3 separate regions of the Mus musculus genome follow, and regions 2 and 3 are each linked to region 1. A link is a contact called in public Hi-C and promoter capture Hi-C data. All regions are on one chromosome and are shown on one strand. The core of a region is the stretch at or near the end of the contact, and the rest is flanking DNA. Distances in the headings are between cores, read along the strand shown. Region 1 holds the start of Ufm1 (ubiquitin-fold modifier 1). Region 2 holds the start of Naa15 (N(alpha)-acetyltransferase 15, NatA auxiliary subunit). Region 3 holds the start of Noct (nocturnin).

What was found. A called contact is a pair of places that touch in the nucleus more often than the background predicts. Capture Hi-C pulls out chosen DNA fragments and counts their contacts.
Region 2: a contact with region 1 is called in a promoter capture Hi-C map of liver, with 2.3 times the contacts expected there. The contact joins the promoter of Naa15 here to the promoter of Ufm1 in region 1. A contact is called at or near these places in 1 of 39 promoter capture datasets (pre-B cells), 1 of 115 datasets of contacts at active chromatin or transcription factors (pro-B cells) and 2 of 9 other capture datasets (adipose tissue and liver).
Region 3: a Hi-C map of CD8 T cells shows a contact between it and region 1, with 7 times the contacts expected there. The contact joins the promoter of Noct here to the promoter of Ufm1 in region 1. A contact is called at or near these places in 2 of 39 promoter capture datasets (liver and pre-B cells) and 1 of 484 Hi-C or Micro-C datasets (CD8 T cells).

Annotation. Positions count from the first base shown.
Region 1 is chr3:53,862,091-53,865,214 of GRCm38.p6, reverse strand. It overlaps Ufm1 (ubiquitin-fold modifier 1), which reads left to right and starts at 1,408. Exons shown (of 6, transcript NM_026435.5): 1 at 1,408-1,466; 2 at 1,545-1,601. The coding sequence starts at 1,465.
Region 2 is chr3:51,414,749-51,417,621 of GRCm38.p6, reverse strand. Naa15 (N(alpha)-acetyltransferase 15, NatA auxiliary subunit) reads right to left here and starts at 1,606. Exons shown (of 20, transcript NM_053089.3): 1 at 1,246-1,606. The coding sequence starts at 1,299. It overlaps LOC108168868 (a long non-coding RNA gene), which reads right to left and starts at 1,239. Exons shown (of 2, transcript XR_001783830.2): 1 at 848-1,239.
Region 3 is chr3:51,222,420-51,225,699 of GRCm38.p6, reverse strand. It overlaps Noct (nocturnin), which reads right to left and starts at 1,253. Exons shown (of 3, transcript NM_009834.2): 1 at 413-1,253. The coding sequence starts at 596.

The DNA of each region.
Region 1 (3,124 bases), core at 159-2,658:
ATTTTATTTAAAATATATGTGTATTCTTAGAAACAAACCAAAATTTGTATTCTAACTTTGTGTTATTTCAATAGATGGCACGGGTAGACAGGTAATTTTGTCTTCAGAGACAAGACTTTAGTCATACACATTAACTATGTAGTTTTAGCTGTTAGAAGATACAGGCCTTGATATCCATATCTACAAGTCAGTATATGTCTCTTGGATTCACTACATGGCATACAGCAGGAGAATATTGGAGTGCTACTTACAGTCAGCACCAGAATTCTCACCTTTGGGAGAAAACATTATAGACCATTATAGAAAACATTACAGGAAAGATGAGATGTAGTTCCAATGTTCTTAAGGGAGCTTCTAATCTATCAGGATTTCTCATGAAGAATCCACCTGTCATTCTAAAGTTTGACTGGGTCTCCTCTTGGTTCAGTGCCTATTTCTGGCTTCATCAACTTACTGCAGTATATATTTTTTAAAGGTATAGTTATTGTGAGATGGAATGCTTATCTTGGCGTTTACATTGTGATAAAGATGAAAGACAGCTTTCCCCTCTCACGATAGAAATCCAACCGACTGACAGATGCTAAAGGACTTATGCCTGATTGCTTGGGATCACAGCCTTTGGTTATGTCTGGTGTACACAGTGAGCTCAGCCTTTAGTTTAGTGCCTGCTGTACACAAGGTTCATTGGTCAGCTGAACAAATGTACCTGATTGGCAACCTTGCATTAGAGTTAAAGTCTATTTGGACACATCAAGAACAACGGGATATAGTAATGATTTTTTTTTCCCTCCAAAACCTGCTAGTGCTAGGATACAATTTTTTCTTCTGGGCCCTAACAGGAATCTCAGCATAATTCTATCGTGATAACTTTCTTTTGAAATTATTAAAAAGTCTGTAGTGAAGTGTGAAGTATGTGAAGAAAACTATAAGGTTAATACGGATGGAAATCGTATTATCAGAAATGCTAGAAAGATCAAAGAACGTTGTTAGTTAAAGCAACTGAGTCCAGCTTCTCTAGTATCTATCTGTGCCGGCTGCTAGGTTGCTTAGCAACTCCGCAACGCTTCCTCATCCGCCCGGACCTTGAGTCCCGGCCCCAGTTCCGCCGCCACGTCCGGCTTCGACTCAGTCCCTACTTCCGCCGTAACCAGCCAGTGGGGACCTAGCGGCCGCTCTGTTTGACATCCCTTATATTGCCTGACTAAAAATGTGTCAGTGAACTACCAAAAGTAGAAACATATCCTCTCTCTACCATTTACACTTCAACTTGATACAGACACACTCAGAATGAAATGTCTAACTGTGGGCTATCGGCCTTCTGTAGCCTGTGAGCTCCGACACAATTTTCAGGCGCTGTGTGGATAGCCGCGCTGGAGGGCGACGTGGGCCGCGAAGGCCCCCGCTGCCGGCCATCAAGGAAGCGCGGCGGGCGGCTGGGCGCGGTGTGTGTCAGGCGGTTCCACCATGTAAGTATCCGTCCCTGTGTCCCGGCCTTAACCCCGTGGCCGGTCCCGACCGTAACGCCTTCTCGTTCTCTCCGGCAGGTCGAAGGTGTCCTTTAAAATCACGTTGACGTCGGACCCGCGGCTGCCGTACAAAGTGTGAGTGACAGGCAGGGCTGGAGCTGGCCGGGCCTGGCGGGACAGAGGGGGACAGGAGGAAGGGTGCGGCATTTCTGCTGAAAGCCAGTGGCCCCTCGCAACGCTCTGGGTGGGCAGGTGCAACGGGAAGAAGGTTGGACGAGGATGGAACCCGTTTACTTGATTTAAAGGTCTTTACCTGGACCAGCTGTTACCGGAAGTTAGGGAGGACTTCCCAAGTCTGGACTTTTGACAGGTCCGACCCGAACACTCTTAACTTCAGTTTTTTTGCTTTGTTGTGTATAAACACAACGACTGGGTGCCTAGGTGCTGAACTCCCAGTCACACACACTTGGATCTTTATAAAAAGTGCTTAGCGGGATTGGGAAATGGGGGTGTAGGACCTTGTGTCCTTGTTGGGCCCTTCCTTGTGCTTCAGCAGTTCAGTTGATGGCTAACACAGGTTACCCAGCTCCATCTTAGTATGATTTTTAAGTTGACCCCTTTTGAGTTCCTGCAGCTGGAAGACCTATGCTAACCTGCGACAGACCAGGGTTTCCATAGATTTCATTCATGACGGGTTTGGTGGCACCAAGGCCCAGCTAACTGAGCTGAGAGCAGCTGTCATCGTTTTCTGAAGTTTCCCACCCGTGATCCATTCAGCCTCGTGGCCTGTGGTTCCCTTATCTTTCCATGTCTAAAATGGTCTACGTATCCCTCGTCTCTCCCGTAAGGGCTCATTCTAAACGGTTGTCTTCAGATGGCTGTATTCTCTTCCTCTGGATGATGTACCGCAGTGTGCCTTCAACAATAAAAGTTAAAAGTTTTCTGTCACTTTTGCCTCCCTAGTGCCATACCCACTCATTTCGTGTGCAGACGAAAGTCTGTAGTCTAGGTTTTTTTTGTTGTTTTTTGTTTTTTTTTTTTAAAGATCGTTTCTTTGCTAACTCCCAGGAATCTGATAGCCACCTCTCTGATAGCTTGGAATATTTTGCTTGGTGAAAAACCAAATTTATGTTCTCTGCACTTAACTCTGTTCCTGAAGAAATTACAATAGTGCTGATGAGTTTTATGTGAAACCCTCATAACTGGCACTCGACTGTGCTCCCCTAAATTTTCTCATTTTCCTATCCACAGAAAGTATTTTTGTCTTATTTCAAAATTTCCACAGCTCCTTTTCCCACCATTCAAAAGAAATCAGAGGGGACGCCTCTCACTTTTATGGAATGCCCGTAAACATCTCCCATGCCTTTACAAGAAAGCACATAGCTACTGTTGGGAAAGCCCCTTTCTACAGTCTTCCTGCTTTGTTCTACTGAGGATTAGGTTATTAATTAACATTTGGAAGGAAAAATGCTAGCACAAAAAATTCATCTGCGCTTCTGAGAAGAGAAATCCAGGCTTAGCCCTACAAATGTTATATGACATCGATGTTTTATGTGTTGACAAATAGAAACGTTTTCTCTGCTAGAGAGGTGTCTGGTTTTTGTACTTAATTAACACTGCCTTTAACATTTTTATTTTAAAACGTTAGACGAGAAGCA
Region 2 (2,873 bases), core at 357-2,856, 2.4 Mb after region 1:
TATCCACTGAGCCATCTCTCTGGCCCATAAATAGCCAAAAAGAAAAAAGAAAAAGAAAAAAGAAAAAAAAAAAAAGAAAAGAAAAAGCCAAATATCTAATCTCCTTATTTTGTTGTCAAACGAATTATAACTGCAATCTAAAAGGCTAACACACACACACACTCCAAAATTCAAGTCAAGTTTGGCGAATACACTTAATTCTTTCACGCACAAAAAAGTTTGTATAAAAGAAGCTACCCTCACACTAACAACAAAAACTGCTACAATGTATTAATGACAGAGCCGATAAAGCAGGGCATAGTTTACAATGTAAACAGATTCAAGCCCATACCCCCGCAAGTTATCACTGCGTGTATTTTTATGCAAACCGCAAACATCTGAAGCACAGGGGATGAGTTTGAGATAGCGTCAACAAGATCCATCTTAGAAGACACTTCTATTATCTCCTGCTAAGTTTTTGCACCGCTATTTTTAAAACTTCAGAGTAAGGGGTGGAGGGGGAGTCTGTACTGAAACTTCCTACCGGACCGCCCCTAGAAATGAGTCCCACCTCCCGGAGAAGGGTGTCGGGGTGGGGCCGTTTTGCTCTCCAACTAACAAACAAATGCTGCGTTTCCCACTCCCAAAAAAAGAGGCCGAGGGGCTGCAGGATCAAGTATGCAAGTGCCTGGATGGAGGTGACAGAGTAGCCTCCGCTTCTACAAGAGTCCATTCTTTCGAGTCCAACAGTGACCCCCGGCCGGGCGGGGACCGGTGAATCCCAGATGGGGAGGAAGAGGGAGGGACGGGGCCGGAGAGGGAGAAGTGCTTTCAAGCAATGAATGAGTCCCTGCCTCGGCCACACCACCTGTTCCTTCCGAGGGTGCCACCCCGACCAGCCGGCAGAATCCCTGTCCGGAGCGGGGCCGCGACTCCCGGCCCGTGCGGCCCGCTGCCCCGCTCAAGGCCAGGCTGCTCCTCCCTTCGCTCTAGGAGGGTAAACGGCAGCCGAGCCGTGCGGATGCCGGGGAGTCGGGGCCTAGTCCGGAACCGAGGCCTCGAAGCCCGCGGGCCGCGGCGCGCGGACGGAGGTGGGGGCGCTCCCGGGGCGAGACGAGAGCTGAGAGTGCGCCCCGCCAGCCAGCACAGCCGAGGTGGGGTCCCCGCGGGGTGGCCGGGTGCCCGCTCGCCCGCCCGGGCTCGGGGCTGACAGGCCCGGCTCCCAGCGAAACCATCCCCGGTGCCCGCTCGCCGCCTCACACTCACCAAGATCCGCTTGAAGAGCGCGTTCTCCTTGGGCGGGAGGCTCACGGCCGGCATGGTTCCGGCTCCTCCCGCGGCTCCCGCCACCGCCCGGCTCGCTCAGTCCGTTTGTCCGCCCGCCGCCGCCACTGCCGTTCCCGAGCTCACTTCAGCCTTGAAGCCTTCACTCCGCCGCCACTAGGCCTCCGGGGTCGCCGCGCCCGCCCTGTCCTGACACTCCCTTCGCCTCTTTTTTTTTTTCTTTTCTTTTTTTTCTCTCTCTCTCTCTCTCTCCTCCTTTTCCCCCTTTCTCACTTAACGCCGCCGCCACCTCCCCCCTCCCGGGTCTCCGTCGGCGGTTCACGTGGTAACTGAAAAGACCGACAGAGGCAGCCAAAATGGCGGACTCGGAGGGCTTTCCCACCCGGGTCACACCTCCCAACGCGCAGGCGCGGTGACCCGCTCTTCCCCACCCTCGATGCACCGGAGCCTGCCGGGAACGCGGAGGCCGGGCCGGCCTGCGGAGCCGCGGATTTCAGAGTTGGCTCTGCCGGTCCTGCCAGTGCCGTGTGCCTGGGAGGGCCGCCAATGACGCTTCCGCCGCCGCCGCCTCCTCTCTGGAAACAGACTTTCTGCCCCTTCTCGCTAGACCGGCCTGCCTTTCTCTCGGTGGGGTAGACTCACCCAGATGGTGTCATCATAGCTTGAGTATCAAGTGCCAAAATGGAGATGTTTTAAGAAGAGGTATAATGGTTCTAGGCCCAAGTGCCTGTATTGTGTACAGAAGGGAGCGAAGGGTAATTTGTGAACCGATCCGAAAAAGAGGGCTTAATCATCTTGAAAAGCCTCTAAGAGCTTGACCTATGAAATGGGCCCCGGCTGGCTAGGGTATCAGTGATTTTTGTTGACTATTGCTAGAGATAGCCAGGAAAGGTGTTGGCCAGATCCGAAGTGACATACTTATACTGCCAAAGGAGCCTCTGAAGGTTGAGGTATATTTATTTCATTGCTGAAGTCATATAATGCGAGGTTGAGGAACTGGCTGTGTGAGTCACCTTAATGTGGTGGAGTTGAGGGCCGAGACTCCTGGAGTTGGCTTCTAATTCATGCTTAGGGTTGTATCTGTTGAACTGCCTGTTAACAGAAATCCTCAATCCTTAGAGGCCAGACTCCACTGAGCAAGGTCAGGCCTGAGAGAGAAGAGGATCCAGACGTTTCATTACAGTTAACAATAAAACTTTACAAAATGGCAAGCCATTGAGTCACAAGAGCCATTTTACCCTTGATTATCTCATGTGGACCTTCTAGTAATCTGTGCATCCTGAGTCATAAAGATGTGCAGCAGTTTAGCTCCTTTAGGTCTGTTTTTGTTTGTTTTGTTTTGAGACAGGATTTCCCAGTGTTTCCCTGGCTATCCTGGAATTCGATCTCTTAAAAACCAAAAAGGGAGCAAGCTTAGAGCAGGCAAATCCTGGGGTATCCTTGAACACTAATCTCTCTAAAGATTTAGGAAAATTAAGTTGGTGAGATGGTTCAGTGGATTAAGGCACTTACTTTGCAAGCCTGACAGCCTGAATTTGACCCCTGAACTCACATGAAGATGGAAAAAGAGAAAAGGCTCCAAAGAGTTGTTCTCTAACCTCCATGTTGGC
Region 3 (3,280 bases), core at 4-2,503, 2.6 Mb after region 1:
TACCAGGGATTTAAGACGAAGTGGAAGACTCCCCCCCTTCCAAAACATAAATAAATTAATGAGCGTAACGAGTTAACATGTGCTATTACTACCAGGGCTTTGAGAAGATTCAGAGCCTGTAGGCCCTGCAAACCCAAGATCATGCCATTTTTAGATATTTTTTCCCCTTCATGAGGATGTCCACAAGCCGTCTGCAACCAAAGCGTTACCGCCCTGCATCGGGGGGTGGGGGTGAGGGGTAAAGCAAAACGTTAGCGACTGGGGTCACTGTGGCCACCGGGGATTCAGGGGGATCAGACACGAACGCGGAAAGCGAGGCCCCCTGAGCGGCGTTCCCTCCCTCCCGACGCGACGCCGGGGTGAACGCAGGGGACCAGCCCGCGGCGCCCATTCATTCCGCGCTCCCGCTCACCTGTTCGGGGACGCGACCTCGCGGCGCCCGAGGCCGCCGCCGCCTGCAGTTGCGGGGACTTGGGCCGAGATCCGAGCACCGGCGGGGCGAGCGTTCGGCGCGGGCCGGGCACGAGTGTGCGGCGCAGGCCGGGGGCGTCCCTGAGCAGCAGGGCCGAGCAGAGCCGCCGCGGGCTCTGATACATGCCGGGCGCCGCCGCGCTGACGAGCCGGGCCGAGCTGGGCGGGCGACGGTGGGGTGGGGGTGGCGCGGGACCGCTGCGCTGCGGGGTGTTCCTTCCTCCTCGTCCCTCGGCGCCGACCGGGCGAGCTGTGCCGGGAGGCAGACGCGGCGGCGGCAGCAGCGGCGGCTCACTGAGGCGAGGGAGCTAGCGCCGGGGAGCAACCGGCGAGCGGCGGCGGAGCGGGCGCTACCACGCGGTGGCTGCAGAGGGGGGGATCCGCGCGCACGACCAGGGCGCAGTCAGACCCGGACAGCTCCGGCCGAGAATGGACCGTCTGGATCAGTGACAGCGACTGTAGATCTCCCACGGGGCGGAGGCTGGGGGCTGGCTGACACCGCGGGGATTCGTTAGAGAGGCGTTCCGGGAGCCTCTGTCCCCTCCCGCCGGCTGCAATGGGAGCGTCCACAGGCTGGGAATCCCGGGTTGGTGCCAGCGCTGAGTGTGTGCGAGCGCGTGTCTGGGAGAACGTCCTCCCCGAGCTGTGGGCTCCACGCTCCGCGGTGCTGAAGGAGATTAGGCACCAGGACGCGCTGGCTACTTGTGTGGCGGCTGCGACAAGCATCCGCCCCTCAGGCACGAGAGGCGGAAACGGACTGCAGGGCGTTGAGCGTCAGTCCTGCCAGAAGGTCTGGTGGAATTGGCCTTGGAGCTAGCTGGGCCCTGATTGGAGGGCTGGAAGTCACACCTGGGAGACAGCACTGTAGTTATGGAAAATGAAGGCTAAGGGAATTGGGGAGGGGGGGGGGAAACAAAACAAAACAACCCCCCCCAACCCAAAACAACTGCTTGGGATGGGCCAGACGTAATTTGGACTGTTACCGAATTTAAAGCATTATCCATCCAATAAACCACTGAAAAAGCCAAATTGAAAGTGGAAAGCAGGTGCGGCGGTGAGGGCGACCGCCTTTAATCTCAGCACTGGGGCAGGGGCCCGGATCTTCAACATGGTCTGGAGAGATCCGGCCGGCCAGAGCTACACAGTGAAGCTCTGTCTCAAAATAAAAACAAAGAAACAGAAAAACACCAAACAAACAAAACCCTCAAAACAACAACAAGAATACAAACGAACAAAACTGAAAAAAGGAGATGTACTTAATATGCCCACATGGGGTAGAAGGACGAAGAGTTAACCTCTCTCTGGGATCCCAAAATGAGATTAAAGTTCAAATAGAAGGCCAGGGGTATGCACATCTCAGCAGTCCGGGTCAAAGCGATCTGACTAGATAGAACTGTGTGAATTCCCGCTTCCTGAAAGAATTCCCCCTCAAGCAAAGGCCTTTTCCTTTTCCCAGCAGGAGTTTCCTGAAGGAAATTCCCATTTCTTGGGGGGTCCATTGTTTCAATAGTCTGAGAGTCAGATGCACACACCCACATTCTCTTGAGAAAACCCTTATTTTTGTCAGCTCTGTTGCAGGGATGCTAGGATATGGTCAGAGCTGTGTTTTAATCGGATGCCATATGTTCCAGGAAAATGCTGGAGATGTTGCTCAGTGGTGGAGCACTTACACAGCACTTGAGAGGCCCAAGACTCACATTCTCACCTAAGGGGGTATGGAGAGGGAAGGGGTGGGGGGAGGCGGAGAGGGAAGCAGGAGAGAATGAGTTGAAGAAATACCTCAGGTAGGTTGTGTAAGGAGTGACTAACCCTAACCGGGAATGGAAAAGAAACTTTGAATGAGTATCGTCACCAAGGATTCAAAATGCTTTCCAGACCTGGCCTAAAACATCTAACACCCACAGGATACGGATGAATCAGCTGACAAGCCGATGACAGCATCGGGGCCAGGAACTCCTTAGCTGGTCATTATTAGCGTCTGAGGCTCAGTTTTCTTATCTGTACAGCAATCAATCGCCCATGAGTCATTAGGCAAGGCAAAGGGTCATAAGAAGGTAGCAAGTGCTTTGCAGATAGAACAAAATACAGCAGTTGGTTTACAGTTTAGGTAATGGATCTATGGATGCTGACTCCCTCCCTCCCCCAACCCCCACCACACACCACATTTTCTCCCCCCCCTTCCCTTTCTTACTCCTGTAAGCAGTTTGTCAGTAGCCAAGAAAGCACAGCAGAGGGAGCAGAGAGGGTCAACCAGAACTTGTAATGAATGAGACAGCCTTAAGGAAATTAGATACTCCATGAGCGAATTAATTAACAAGTTTAAAAGTAGTTTGAGGGCTGGAGAGATGGCTCAGTGGTTAAGAGCACCGACTGCTCTTCCGAAGGTCCTGAGTTCAAATCCCAGCAACCACATGGTGGCTCACAACCATCCGTAATGAGATCTGATGCCCTTTACTGGTGTGTCTGAAGACAGCTACAGTGTACTTAGATATAATAATAAATAAATCTTTAAAAAAAGTAGCTTGAGTGGAAGTTTCCTGGGTAGATAAAGCTGTTCCCCACCCAAGCCATAGGCTATTAGAGCGCCCAGTGCCAGCTATGGGCTACTGTACATATAGTAGCTCCTGAAGCCATTAAAACACTACAGGCAATTGCCACTGCTATTGGCTGCCTACCAGAAATAAATGATAAGACCCTGAAGTGTCGACATATGTGTTAGTCACAGAACATGGAGGGATCCAGCTGGAACCGGACTGGAAGGTTCCTCCCAGTTAGCGCACACAAGGTATTCTATAGGCTGCTGGAGCAG